Linked DNA regions of Mus musculus: region 1 is linked to region 2. A link is a contact called in public promoter capture Hi-C data. All regions are on one chromosome and are shown on one strand. The core of a region is the stretch at or near the end of the contact, and the rest is flanking DNA. Distances in the headings are between cores, read along the strand shown.

Region 1 (6,720 bases), core at 1,360-3,859, about 14 Mb before region 2:
CGTGGGATGGAGAGGAAGTAGACCTTCGAAGTTGTTGCCCCCGTGGTTCAGATTACGTATTACAATTTCTTTTGTAGCCCTAGTTACATTTCCTACATGCTCTTTTAGAAACACATATTACTTTCACTAAGAATAAATAAATGAATAAATAAAACTTTGCTAGGATTCTTCAGAAATTAGAAGAGATGAAAACCATTTCACTTCAAATAACTATTACTAAACAGAATTAAAAAATTGTAATTCTTGGGAAAGCAAAAGACCACAAGCCTATTCAAGCTTTCTGGCTGAGGGCTGACTGGCATTTGCTCCTCACGTTTCACTTTAAAGTTTCTGTTAGGCCAATGTCTCCCGTGTTCAGAGTCCTTACCCCACACACTGACTGGCAATCCCTCCACCAGTATTTAAAACTGAGTTCCAAGTTCATTCAGACTCCATTCTTTTAATAAATGTGTACTGAGTGGCTGGTCCTTACAAAGAACAGGAGAAGACCCTGCCCTTGCTCTCCAGCTTACTATCTAGAAATGAGACAGACTGTTTACTTCTGGCACAGATGGTCAGTATTATAGGAGTGGAATGTACTGAAAGGTTCCTTGAGCAGAGATCAGAAGGGGCTTCCTAAATCAGATAATCTGAACTGGCCACTGGACCAGCAACAGATGAAGGACATAAGGCAAGGCAGGAAGGATCAATCTATGTTTAGAATCTCCAAGTCCAATACCTGGCTATAGAGTAGGAACTAAACCGGAAAACAGGCTCTCAGCAAAGTTCAGGGAAGGACTGTGCTCCACATACCTTGCCCTGCAAGCTTATCTATCCTCTACCTTCCCTAACCTCTTATCAGCTCTCAACACCTCCGTGTGGCTGCAATTTGTTCCATTCAACTCAAATAGAAACATTTTAAATACTGTAACGAACTATAAAACTGTTACTTTGCCACAACTCAGCACTGTGGCAGGAGACCTGAACCCCAGCCCATTGAGAGCCTTGTTTGAGGATTATCAGTTTGAGGCCAGCTGAGTAACATAGAAAACACACACACACACACACACAAAAGGAAGAAAGGAAGGGAGGGAAGGAGGGATAAAGAAAATGTCAATTATTGTCCCCATTCTGTAATTGGCTCACTGGCAGCTGGATACGAAACCTGTAATCTAGTCTTGCATTATCCGCCTAAAAGTCCTTCAGTGGTGTCCTGTTTTCCTTAAAGCAAAATGAAGGACAAATCTGTGGAATGTCTTACATATCTTGCAATGGTCATTACTTATCCCTTATGAATGTGTATTTTATTTTATTTTACGGGGGTTGTGGTTGTTGCAGATAGGGTTTCAAACTGAAATTCTCCTGCTGTTTTCTCTTGATTGCCGTGAGTAAAGGTGTGCAACACCACTTCTAGCTCGTGTTTTTCTTTTTTAAAAAGATAATAAACTACCTTCCACCATTATCACTGAGCTTTCTCACATGCTGTTTTTTGTAAGAAACTTCATACTCTACTCTAAATTTGCTTTAGTTAGTTTCTACTCGTCCTGCATCTGTTTTTACTTTTATAGACCTGCACATTAGAAAACTCATCTTGATGAGTTTACATGTATGTATGCATTCTTGGTCTGGCTGTTGGACTGTCTCCCCCAACAGAAAATAAACTCCATGATATAGCTGGCATTGCAATTCCCATGCCTGGGACTATCAGGCATTGAACTGACACTTCTTGAAAGGATGTGGTATTTACTAGTTCGTCATCAACTTTGTTGTAGGTATCCCGGTGCCTCCTTTGGTTTTGCTTGTATGAAATGTGGGTTTATTGCATATATCTACTAGTAGACTACGACAACTGCTAACAGCCTATAAGGTCCAAGAACGTTGCCACGAAATGTTAACTTCACTTCCCAGAAACCTTGCAACGGACTGCACGGAGGATGGTGGGAGGAAGAGGCTGCAGTGAGAGCCTAGTTTGAAGTATTTCTCAATCTGTCACCTCCTTTCTGTTTCTGCTGGAGCATTGAGGAATCAGACCCTAGATCACGCAAACCCAAACGGTCCAAGCCTGCACCCACCTCCCGCAGCAGCTTGAGGTCCCCGCGCTGGATCTCGTACACCTGGATAACGCCGGTGCCCCGGGCAAAGTTGCCCATCGTCACGAATTTGGCACTGCAGGGCACCCATTTGCTGTCGAACACTGTGTAGTTGAGGCCCTTTTGAATGTGGACAATGATCTGAGGCTTCTCGAAGGTGGACATGGTGTAGATGCAACCAAACGCTAACTTGGTAACCAGACTGCAAACAGATCAGGGGCAGTTTGTCCCTCCCTAGCCGCATTCTACCCGGAAGCCTTAGCAAGTTGGGCTTGGATGCCTCCGAAAATGCCGTGTGAGCTACTGAGACCGCAACAGATGCTTCTCCACACATGGCACAAGCTAATTTACTGCCGTTACCACAACGACTTTACATAGACACAGTAAAGACTGTGAATGCTTCGGCTGCGAGCGTATGAGGGCACGGAGACATTAGCAAACAGGCATATCCCAGGACAGCAATTCCGAAACGCGGACCAATCCAGCCTTAGGCCCCTGGCATGGACCCCGCCTAGGAAAAGGGGTGGTGTCTTCAAATCGATTGGTGGAGGCTGGCGCATGCGCTGTACAACCACGCACGTGTTCCTCTAGTCGTACTTGCCGGGATTGATCTTGGCCGAGATGGAGACGCAAAGCACCGGAACGGAGGACGGCTTTACTCCCGTCACGCACAGAGGGGGCCGCCGGGCGAAGAAACGACAGGCTGAGCAGTCGTCAGCGGCGGGACAGGATGGAGAAGCCGGACGCATGGACACGGAGGAGGCGCGGCCGGCGAAGAGGCCGGTCTTCCCGCCGCTCTCCGGGGATCAGCTCCTGGTGGGGATCAGGACGGGACGGGACGGGGCGGGGCGGGGCCCGGGCGTCCAGGTGAAAGGGTCGGTTCTCGGTTTTGTTTTGTTTTGTTGTTTTGGGGGGTTTGTTTGTTTGTTTGTTTTTTCGCCTAGGCCCGCATCTCTCAGTCGCCTCCTGAGTGTGTATGTTTTTATTGCAGACTGGGAAAGAAGAAACGAGGAAAATTCCCGTCCCAGGTAACAGATACACACCGTTGAAAGAAAACTGGATGAAGATATTTACTCCGATTGTAGAACATTTGGGACTTCAGATACGCTTTAACCTGAAATCAAGGAATGTAGAAATCAGGGTAAGGAAGAGGGTAGCCATTTCGTAGCCTACCATTTCGTAGTTTCAGCCTTAATAAAAGTAGACAATGATACACGGTAGTGCCTAAACAAGTGGTAATTGTAGGTACTTTCTTCAGTGTAAGTGCTCTTTTTGGAGGAAACGTGTGCCACTTAGAAAAAAATGTAAATTAATTCCTTTATTTTTTTTTCAGTAGATCTTCGGTGTCAGTGCCAAATTAATTTTCCCATATCACAATGCTTTTATTATGGTATTCTAGCCTCCTCGGCATTCCTAAGGGATAAAGGCCAGACACTTGACTAAGCCTGCCTTTCAAGTAGGAGACCCAGTTGTGTTTGTTTCCCTTTTTTTTGTTTTTTTTTGTTTTTGGTTTTTTTTTCCCCTGCCAGTATCTTTGGTGGCTCTGGTCTCTGGAGAAGGCCACTTTCTCTGCTGTCTTCTTACTTCAGTTCCAGTCAGCTTTCAAGAGAACTCAAGCTCTCTTCAGAAGTTTATACATTTCTGTTCTACTTTAGCTGCCTTGTTTACTGCAGGGTCATTGGTTTGTGTTCTTAGTATTTGCTGATACCATATATCAGATGCACAGTGATAGCTTAACGTATACCACATCATTTGTTCCTTAAGGTATGACATAGATGATATACACCCATAGACATGAGAGTGCTGGAGGATTAGGCAGGGGTGAGAAAACTTAAATCCTAGATGTTCATGGGACTTGCCGAGAGTCATACATAGGGTGAGAGCCAGAGTCTGGGGCTTTGTGGCTTTGTTCTTGTTTTATTTTTGTTTTCTTTCTTTCTTTTTCTTTCTTTCTTTCTTTCTTTCTTTTTTCTTTCTTTCTTCCTTTCTTTTTTTTTTCTTTGAGACTAGGCTTCACTCTGTAGCTCTAGCTAGCCTGGAACTTGGAGAGATCTGAAGGGTATGGGACCTAAAGGCATGTGCTGCCATGCCCTGCTGGGGTCTGGTTTTGGGTGTGAAAATCTGAACACACTTCTGTATGCTTCTAAATTTGTCAAATGTGTAATCTCTTCAAATGGACTGTGTGGGAGACCCAAAGGGATATTTTAGAAATTAGATTTGTGTTTGATTTTTTTTAGTGCCTTAATTTCCTCATTTGTTTACACTATATAATACTCAAGTTGTCAGAGTGAAGCTTAGAGCTAGATGTGTACAGCATATTATTATTACGGTGATGGGCATTCTATGAATAACAGTAGTTTCTGCAGTTCAAGTGATTACTTGTAGATAAGATTCCTACTTAAACTATTCTGATTTCCTCAGTACCAGGCATGTAAGTATTCCGAACTAGACTTGTTGATTTGGGAAACAACAGCATCGAAATGATCCTTTATGGCACAACATGTCCGGCCTGTTGAGGAGAGGCTGCCTTGAGAGTGTGCATAGAACTGCCCAGCTTTGGAGTGGGAGTAGTCTCTGGTACAAATTAAAGAGAGTGCTTTATCCCATATAAACGGGGTCTTACAATACTGGGTGAGGTTGGTTGATGGTAAAGGAAATTATAATAGAAATAATATTTCTAGTATTTGTTAGAATGCTCTCCTTTTCATCACCTCCATATCTCCACTTTTTCCAGACTTGTAAAGACACCAAGGATGTCAGTGCCCTGACAAAAGCGGCCGACTTTGTGAAAGCCTTTGTTCTTGGCTTTCAGGTGGAGGTGAGTGATCTCATGAGACTTCCAGATACTCAGTGTGGACATTTCAATGGTTGGGTCATTTTCCAGACTTTTCGTCTTTTCTTTGTAGCATCTGAGAAGTTCAGTTTTGAAATGCTATCCTTGTTTCTGCCGGGTGTGGACCTGAAAAGGCCTTCATTCCTTTTGTCTTGTAGGATGCACTTGCCCTTATCCGACTAGATGACCTCTTCCTAGAGTCTTTTGAAATAACTGATGGTGAGAACATGTGTGAACAGTCAGCCTTTGTGTTTCTCATTGCATTGTGTTGTGATTGTTGTCTGACAGCTTCAATTGAGCTGTATTACTAATACTTCAGAAAATGTATATTTAGTGTGGCTTAGTAGGAAAAGTTAGTAGCCACCTGATGGCGTGTCTTTCTTCTTTAGTTAAGCCCCTAAAAGGAGACCACCTGTCAAGGGCAATAGGAAGAATTGCTGGCAAAGGAGGAAAAACCAAATTTACCATAGAGAACGTAACACGGACACGGATTGTCCTGGCAGATGTGTAAGTATCTGTTCTTAGGGAAATGACATAATTTATATTTGATCTTATTAGTTTCAGAAAGGTCATAGCTGTTGTATTTGCTGTATTCTATCGTTCCTTCCCTCTGTTGGGATTGAATGTGGAGCCTTGTGCGGTCTGGTCAAGAAGCACCCCTGCTGTATGATGCTGCGTGCGGCCCTACTGTGGGATGCTGCGTGCGGCCCTGCTGTATGATGCTGCGTGCGGCCCTGCTGTATGATGCTGCGTGCGGCCCTACTGTGGGATGCTGCGTGCGGCCCTGCTGTATGATGCTGCGTGCGGCCCTGCTGTATGATGCTGCGTGCGGCCCTGCTGTGGGATACTGCGTGCGGCCCTGCTGTATGATGCTGCGTGCGGCCCGTGCTCCTGTTGTTGGAGCTCTGGTTCTAGGTGAATACTCGCGCTCTGTGGGCATGTGGTTCTAGGTGAATACTCGCCAGCCTTGAAAGACTGATGACTTTGTCAGTAGTCAGTTTTTCCTCAGCAATAAAAGAAATATTTAGAATCACTGTTAAAATAATTTATTACAAGGGGAGATTTTACTTTTAGACAAATCTGATAAGTCATTTTGGGAAATACAAGACGTGGGTGTTTGAGATGCCATCATGAAGCTCTCCTTTTGAATACATATCTGTATTTCAGGTAGGGGACACCTACACCCTTATAGGAAGGGGAGGTGTTGCGTGCTGGGTAAGAACAACCTTCAGTTGCATGTGACTATAAATAAGATGGTGCAGGCTCAGATGAGGATGCAGAGCCGGGAGGACCTCTCTGAGGTTGAGTTGTTCGGAGGTTGGTGTCAGATAGGTGGTAACCTCGAGCTGATCGAATATGAGGATGGCAAATTGCAGTTGACAGAGGATATAAGGATTTTACTTAATGCTATTTTGCTATAATGATCATTATCGAGGCTACATTAATGTAGACATTTTTTATTCTTAAGGGTAACTTTTGTATTATATTGATGGCCCTGTACTTGAAACCAAATGTATTATCATAGTTCTGTTCTTTTATGGACTGGGCCTTCAGAGTCTGAAACATGAGGTCTTTTCTACTAGAAATTTCAAAGACATGGAAATACAATATTTAAAATGGCTGAATGGAGCCTAAAAGACTTTGTTGGTTGAAAAATCCAAAGCTAGAACCCACTTGTAATGGACTTGGGGCTAATTTGTCATTAACTTTGTAATCCACAAATTTAAATGTCTTAGAATTTACTATAAAAGGTGTTTTAAACAGGGTATTTGTGCTCCGCTCCCATCAGTAAAATGAACCTGTCGGCACTGTCAGTCT
Region 2 (6,743 bases), core at 2,780-5,279:
TACTATTCTACTATTACAACATATAAAAAGTTTTATTTTTCTCTAAGAATGAACTTCCCATCAAGTCATAATGACAAAAACAACAACAACAAAAAAAACAAAAAAAAAAACAAAAAAAAAACTTAACAATGGCCCACACCAGAAATCCCAGCACTTAAGAGGTTGAGGGTATGAGGTTCAAAGCCAGCCTGGGCTACAGTTAAGCTCTGACTAAAAGAAAAACACCCTCATTGTGGTGTTGTACAGTTAGTGTTTTCTTCAAGTAAAACAAGACACATTCATAGTAGAAATATTTCAAAATTCAAATTTGTGGTCCAGGTAAGAAATTCCAAAATTTCCAAAATGATATGCCAATCCTTCTATGTTGAAGCAAGCACTAATTTCAATTCAACATGGATAAAATTCACAGAAAATTTTCCAACATCACTTTATTCAAGTAACTCAGTTTACTTCCTTGCTTTGGCAATGTTCATAAACTGTTAATAATGTGTACAATAACAAAGGGAGAAATTATACTTAGAAGTTTAATAAAATAAACCAAAATAATAAATCAGGAAGTTAAATTCTCTGCCTTACAGACAGAAAAACAAAACCTTCAAAGTAATGGTCAATAGTAGGTTAAAATTAAGCACTGTAGCCAAATGCTTCATACTGTCTTAAATCTGGATACCTTTAACTTGCCTCTCCAGCTGCCTCTCTGTAAGCCTTTAATTTCTTTGAGCCTCGGGTTTCTCAAATGCAAGACAAGAATAATTCTAAACCTATAGATTTGTCTTAGAAATTACTTTATATTTAAAACAGTAAGTAGTGGAAGCAATGAATTGCTGATATTACTGTTATTGCACAAAGTCTATAGTGATGCTGGAACAAGACAGATTTTTGAAGGCCAGTTCAGGGTCATCCAAGTTTCAGTATATTTATAATTCCAAATTTGCTCTGCCAGGTCAAAATTCAAATCTGACCCCTTTATAGAACACACGCAGCCATGAACATTTAAGTCTCTTCATCTGCTTATTCTTAATATGTAGCTCAAATATAAAGAATATCGAAAGTGTGGCCAAAGGCTGTGCTAGCATCTTTGATCAGTGACCTAGGTTCCAGATTCATAATCTGTATCCAAGGTAATCTCTGTGGTACCATCTCTCTCTGTGATCTACCTCAATTAAAAGAAAGGAAGGAAGAAACAAACAAACCAAAAACCTTCCTAAATAATGCAAAATTAAACCTCTTGGCATTGAACAAATCACTGCTCAGAAAAATTTACTATTCAAAAGTTTTTTTTAAGTATCATGGAATCACAAAAGACTAGAAAATTACTGTACTATTATGAGATACCTGAAGTCTATGGTCTCTACTCTGCAGATGTTTTTTCTAACTGGACCATTTATTCATCTAGGTTTTCTTTACCTCCTTATCCAAATACTCTAATACTTACCTTGAACCCAAAAGTAACAGGTGAACTGAAAGATTAGACTCCGACAAGATAACTTAATGAAGGGCTTGGTAGCATACACCTATAATCCCAGCATTTAGGAGGTGAATGGAAAGATTAGATTTTGGCAAGATAACCTAATGAAGGGCTTGGTGGCACACACCTATAATTCTAGCACTTAGGAGGCAGAGGCAGGCAGATCTCTGAGTTCCAGACTAGCCTGGTCTGGTTCAGGCCTGGCTGGGCTAGGTAGAAAGACCCTGTTTCCAAACTAATTAACTAAACAAATACACAAACCCTAAAATATTCCATACCAAATGGTAATGATGTTAATCTCTTCACTTACTCAAGACCATGAACACAGCATCCTTCTGTGATTTCACATACTTTGGAAAAAGACTACCTAAATCAAGGCCTTTAAAGAAACTTCCACTCTTCCTTAGCATATATAAACTACATTGGATTTACAGCCAATTTGCCAAAATGACAAAACCAATTGTTTGCTGAAAATTAACAAATGCTTTCTTCTTCCAAGTTGGTCATTTTTGTCATCATCATCTTGTGGTTGTTGCTGTTGTTAGAAACACTTGTTATAAACCCAATTGTCTAGGATGTTACTAAAGATGTGCAACAGTTGATACTAGATGGTCCAAATTTTGATGATCCAAAGAGCAGTTTTGCTGGATTCCTATTAAACACTTGGATGAAACAACTCAATATGATATAAAGTTTGTATTTTGAAATTTTTGATCCAGTAAGTGAAATCATTTTCTTCTAGATTACCAACAAATAATTCACTGATCTCAGTTCTTCAATACAGAGCTCAAGACATCCAGTGATACATCTTACTCCAATGACACAAGCCAAAGAATAAAAAAGCAAAATTTTCTGGAGAAAGGATTTCCATATTAACATCAAGGAGGAGTTACTGGTTACCTCAGTGGCACCTAACAAGATACTTACGAATTTGTGTGGAGATATTCAAAGGTTAGTTGAGCTCGGTTGAGACTGCTGTAATTGGTGAAGGCCATGACAGCAATGAGTCTTCAGTCTTTGCCGGTTAACAGGAAAGTACATATAGTGAAATCGATTTCCCCAGGATTCTGATCAGTAAAGGGTAAATTTGTGCTTCTTAGTGACACATAAAAAAAAAATTTCCCTAGTATCTATTCAAAATACAGGCAGATATTTAAAACTGCGAGTGATTTAAGTATTTCAATGACTCTGATGTAATACTTTGGAAAGAACTATATTCGAAACCTACTGTCCTTAAGTGCTCCGGGGGGTCAAGCTTTCTTCACACAATTCCGACGCACATCAAAAGTGAACGGTTCTGAATGGTCTTCAAACTTGGAGGTTTACAGCTTCAACTTCACGTTCAAGTCCTTTTCTGTTCTCCTAAATTCAGGAAATTGACCTACTTCTGACGGTTCACCTACTTCATTACCACCGAAGACTTTGTCACCACCGAAGACACCAGGCTCCTCAAAAGAGTGCTCTACTGGACAGTGCAGTGGAGTGGAGGCTACTTCTGGCTTCACCGCTTTCCAACAGAAAGGTCCTTGGTGCTGACTGACAGATTTCTTTTCCCAAACCCCGCCCAAACACAGCTTGCTATTATGCCACAATCACCACAGGTTGTGGGTGAAATTACTCACAGTGGCCCACAGAAACACCTCACAACCTACCCTCCCGAATCACCTCAGGTGCGCCCTTCCCCCACACCCTTCAGAAGATGGCCTCGGGCCCTCGGGCCTTCCCAGGCCTGGGTCCTGTGGCCACCTCCTCGCTACCGACAGACAGGAGTTAGTCCCAGAGCCTGGGAGAACAGAGGAAAGTGGCGAGTGCACCACCAGATCCGATCGGGCGTTGCCTGCAGCTCGCAGATGCCTTTGTCCCTCCCCGTGGAATTGGAACTCAACCACCGCAGCGCGCTCTTGGAACCATGTGCTGCCTCCGCTGCCGCTGCCGCCGCCGCCGCCGCCGCCCGCCCGCGCCGCGACACGACACGACACGCCGCGCCTCAACAGACGATGACAGGCTGGGCGTCACGAGATTCAGCGTTCAGTACGGCTTTGCGGCCGGTGCTGCCCGCGCCACCGCTACCTCAGCCACCGCTTTGTCTCCGTAAGCGCACGCAGCGCGAATCACCTCGCTCACTCCCGACGGCCCGGCCGCCGAGGCCTCCAGCGCACCTTCGGCCAATCACAGAGCTCGAAGTCTTCCCGCCCCCGCCCTGAGACTCCACCTTCTGATTGGCGAGCGACGTCGGTCCACGTGACCGGATCTTGTTTGGCCGGTCCGCCCCCATCACGTGAGGGCGCGCGCCTCTCTTCCTGCTTTCCTGACCCCTCTCGGCCATTTAAAGGAACAGTACCGGGGGCGGGCCGAGAGACGCAGCCGGGACGGTAGCTGCAGAGCAGAGCGGAGGAGCCATCTTGTCTTGTCGCCGGGGAGTCAGGCCCCTAACTCGAAGAAGCCCTGGCGCGCCCTCCCCCCCTCCCCGGTCTGGTAGGGCGAAGGAGCGGGCGTGCGGTCGATCGAGCGATCGGTTGGCGGCTCTTTCTCCTGCTCTGGCATCCAGCTCTTGGGGCGCAGGCCCGGCCGCCGCGGCGCGCGCCCGGTGGCCGTTGGCGCTCGCGCCGCGTCTTTCTTCTCGTACGCAGAACTCGGGCGGCGGCCTATGCTTTTGCGATCCGACGAGGGGTCGTCCGGGTGGTTGGCGGCGGCGGGCAACTCCGCCCCGCTCCCGGGGAGGCGGCGGGGGAAGCTGGGGTGGCCGGGGCTGGCCTGGAGGCCTGGCGCCACCCCTCGGGGCCTGCTAGGACCCAGTTGGAGGGTCAAGAGGGAGCTGGAGGATGGTTGGTGGTGGGCTTCCTCCTTTGCCTTTTCCTACTTATGCCACCTTAGTGGGGAGCGAGAGCGCTGGCGGCAGCTCCGGGGTGGGGATTCGAGCTCCGGAGTCGGAAGATCTGGGTTTGCTTCCGGGCCTAGCCACTCGCTGGCCGAGTGACCTTAGGCAAGTCACTCTGTAATCTGTCTGCGCCTCAGTTTCCTCCTCTGCCTATCAGTGTGTGTATGGAATTGGAAGCTCTCTTCAAAAGTGTCGGTTTACAGAAAGATGATTATTGTTTTTTTTTCCTTTGAGTTGCAAGAAGTCATAACAATTGCTCATTCCCTGAAATTAAATTCGGGAACCTTTTATTGGAGTTGGAGATGGGAAGGTTCCCTGAACTTCTTCTGTACAGAAACACGTGGGAAAGTGTTTTCTAGGGGGATGAGTAGATCCTTCAGTAGCGAGTTTTCAAAGGGGGCTATGACCCAGAAGAGTTTAGAACAGTTTTTGCCACCGGGAGGAAACTGAGGCCTACATGTCATCTGGGACCCTTCACAACCAATATGAAGCCCCCATTTGAGTCCCTGGTATATGTGAGCTGCTTCTTACTGCATAATGGCTGTTTCAGGTACCATCACTTCACTGCTTGGCTTTTAGTCAAAGCCCTTTCCTTTCACCATAGGGTGCCTGAAGGGTGGCTGATGCCTATGGTACAATGGCACCCACTAGAAAGCAGCTACAATTAGGAGTGAATGTGTCCTCGAGTAACAAGAAGTGTAATCTCTGGCCCAGCGATTGTTTTCTGCTGCTCGTACTGGTGCCTGACTACTTTTCTCTCGTTAACTATTTTTTTACAACCATGATTGACACCCATTATTTGCTCCTATTTTATATCCCTGGTTTTCGTGGTTGATAGTGAACAGGATTATTTTTAAATGGTGCTGCCAAAACCAGTTAATAGTGCACATGGATTTTTAGCAAGAGGGCTACTTGGAACAGACTGAACCAGGCGTTGGATTCCTGAAAATGTTTGGGGTTTTTTTTTTTTTTTTTTTTTTTTTTTTTTTGGGGGGGTTTTTTGTTTTGTTTTTTAAATTGAAGGCTAAAGTTTTTGAAAAAACTTTGTTGGACTCTGGCTGGGACACAAAATCAGATATTTGGAATCATTTTGAAGCTTAACTTTTTCCTAACCAGCCTTGTATTCTAATTGCTTGCAAATGTGAGACTGAATGGCCAAAATGCCGTTTGTTTGTTTGTTTATTGTCAGCTGCTTTTATCAAATTCCAGGCCATTATCCAGCAAACACTATTAAAATGTTTGAACAGTTGGGTTTCAAACATTTTTGTTTTGTGGAGTGGTGCTTATTAAGTGGTACAGCTCTCTAAGCAAGTGAACACAAACATATTTAAGTGTATTTTGTATGATTAGATGTTACCAATTCTGATATTTTATTCAAATGTCTAAAAAAATAAGTTGACTTATTCCCTTTACCAAAGGGCCAGAGACAAATGGTTTCCTTTCAAGAGAAATGACTGTTTTGAAGAAAAACTCTGTTGGTCTTAGCTCTTTTGTAATTAAATCTGGATGTACCTCAAAAGACTCTTTAAGACTGTGGTGTTAAAAGGCTTTCCTCTGGAGAAGGAGAAAAAATAAAATCAACTGGAACTTAAAAGCTTGAAATTCCATGACAAAACACAGATGTCCAGGATTGGAGGTTCATAAAGTACATGCAGTAGTTGGAGTGGATTCCATTTTCAGTGTAGCTGCCACCATGGACTCCAGGCTCCCAGATTTTCAAGAACTGGACCTGTGACCCAGAAGAGCTTGTCAAGATATGACAGGAACTCTGGAGGTGGACGTTTTGTATTCAATTTTGGAACTGTTGATCTTGCCGTGAGAAAAGAGAGACACGACTCACCAAGCACTGCCACCAGCACTGTCACTGGGAACTTGAAGATCCAAGTTTCTGTCCAGAACCTCAGTGCAAACTGACAACACTCCATCCAAAGTGAACTACGGTACTTGCCATTTTCCAAAATGCCTTTTCATTTCTGCACTTTTGCTATTCATACTCTCTACCCTGGAAATGCACTTCTGTGATTCTTCACCTGGCAGATCTCTGCAATTTCATAAAACTAAGATGCTCTCTAACCCTGTAACTCTCTTAATATTAAAAAGAACATCTTTAGGATAACTTTAATCTCTTATATGCAGAGTCTGGTTCATCACATGCATTTGGTTATTTGTTTGTTTGTTTTCCATATAGCAAACACTGAAAGAGTCTTGGTTTTATGTATCTTTGCCCAAAAATACCATCATTTCTAGTGAAGCCTTTTGAAAAGCAGGGACCCTTAATCCTCAGTGTATGTATAATTGCTACATTATAATTAACATTACTCTAGATATATGAGTTGATTAGATTTCATGTTTTCTTAATCCTAGATTTAAAAAAAAAAAAAAAAAACTAGGAAACCG

The links. Promoter capture Hi-C pulls out the DNA fragments that hold promoters and counts their contacts.
Region 1: a contact with region 2 is called in a promoter capture Hi-C map of pre-B cells. The contact joins the promoter of Pno1 here to the promoter of Tug1 in region 2. A contact is called at or near these places in 1 of 39 promoter capture datasets (pre-B cells) and 1 of 484 Hi-C or Micro-C datasets (B cells).

Annotation. Positions count from the first base shown.
Region 1 is chr11:17,207,478-17,214,197 of GRCm38.p6, reverse strand. Pno1 (partner of NOB1 homolog) reads left to right here and starts at 2,609. Exons shown (of 7, transcript NM_025443.2): 1 at 2,609-2,885; 2 at 3,061-3,210; 3 at 4,804-4,887; 4 at 5,061-5,121; 5 at 5,292-5,409. The coding sequence starts at 2,691. Wdr92 (WD repeat domain 92) reads right to left here and starts at 2,305. Exons shown (of 8, transcript NM_178909.4): 1 at 2,052-2,305. The coding sequence starts at 2,234.
Region 2 is chr11:3,646,100-3,652,842 of GRCm38.p6, reverse strand. Tug1 (taurine upregulated gene 1) reads left to right here and starts at 4,029. Exons shown (of 4, transcript NR_002321.2): 1 at 4,029-4,090; 2 at 5,765-6,286. Morc2a (microrchidia 2A) reads right to left here and starts at 3,406. Exons shown (of 27, transcript NM_001159288.2): 1 at 2,697-3,406; 2 at 2,396-2,535. The coding sequence starts at 2,463.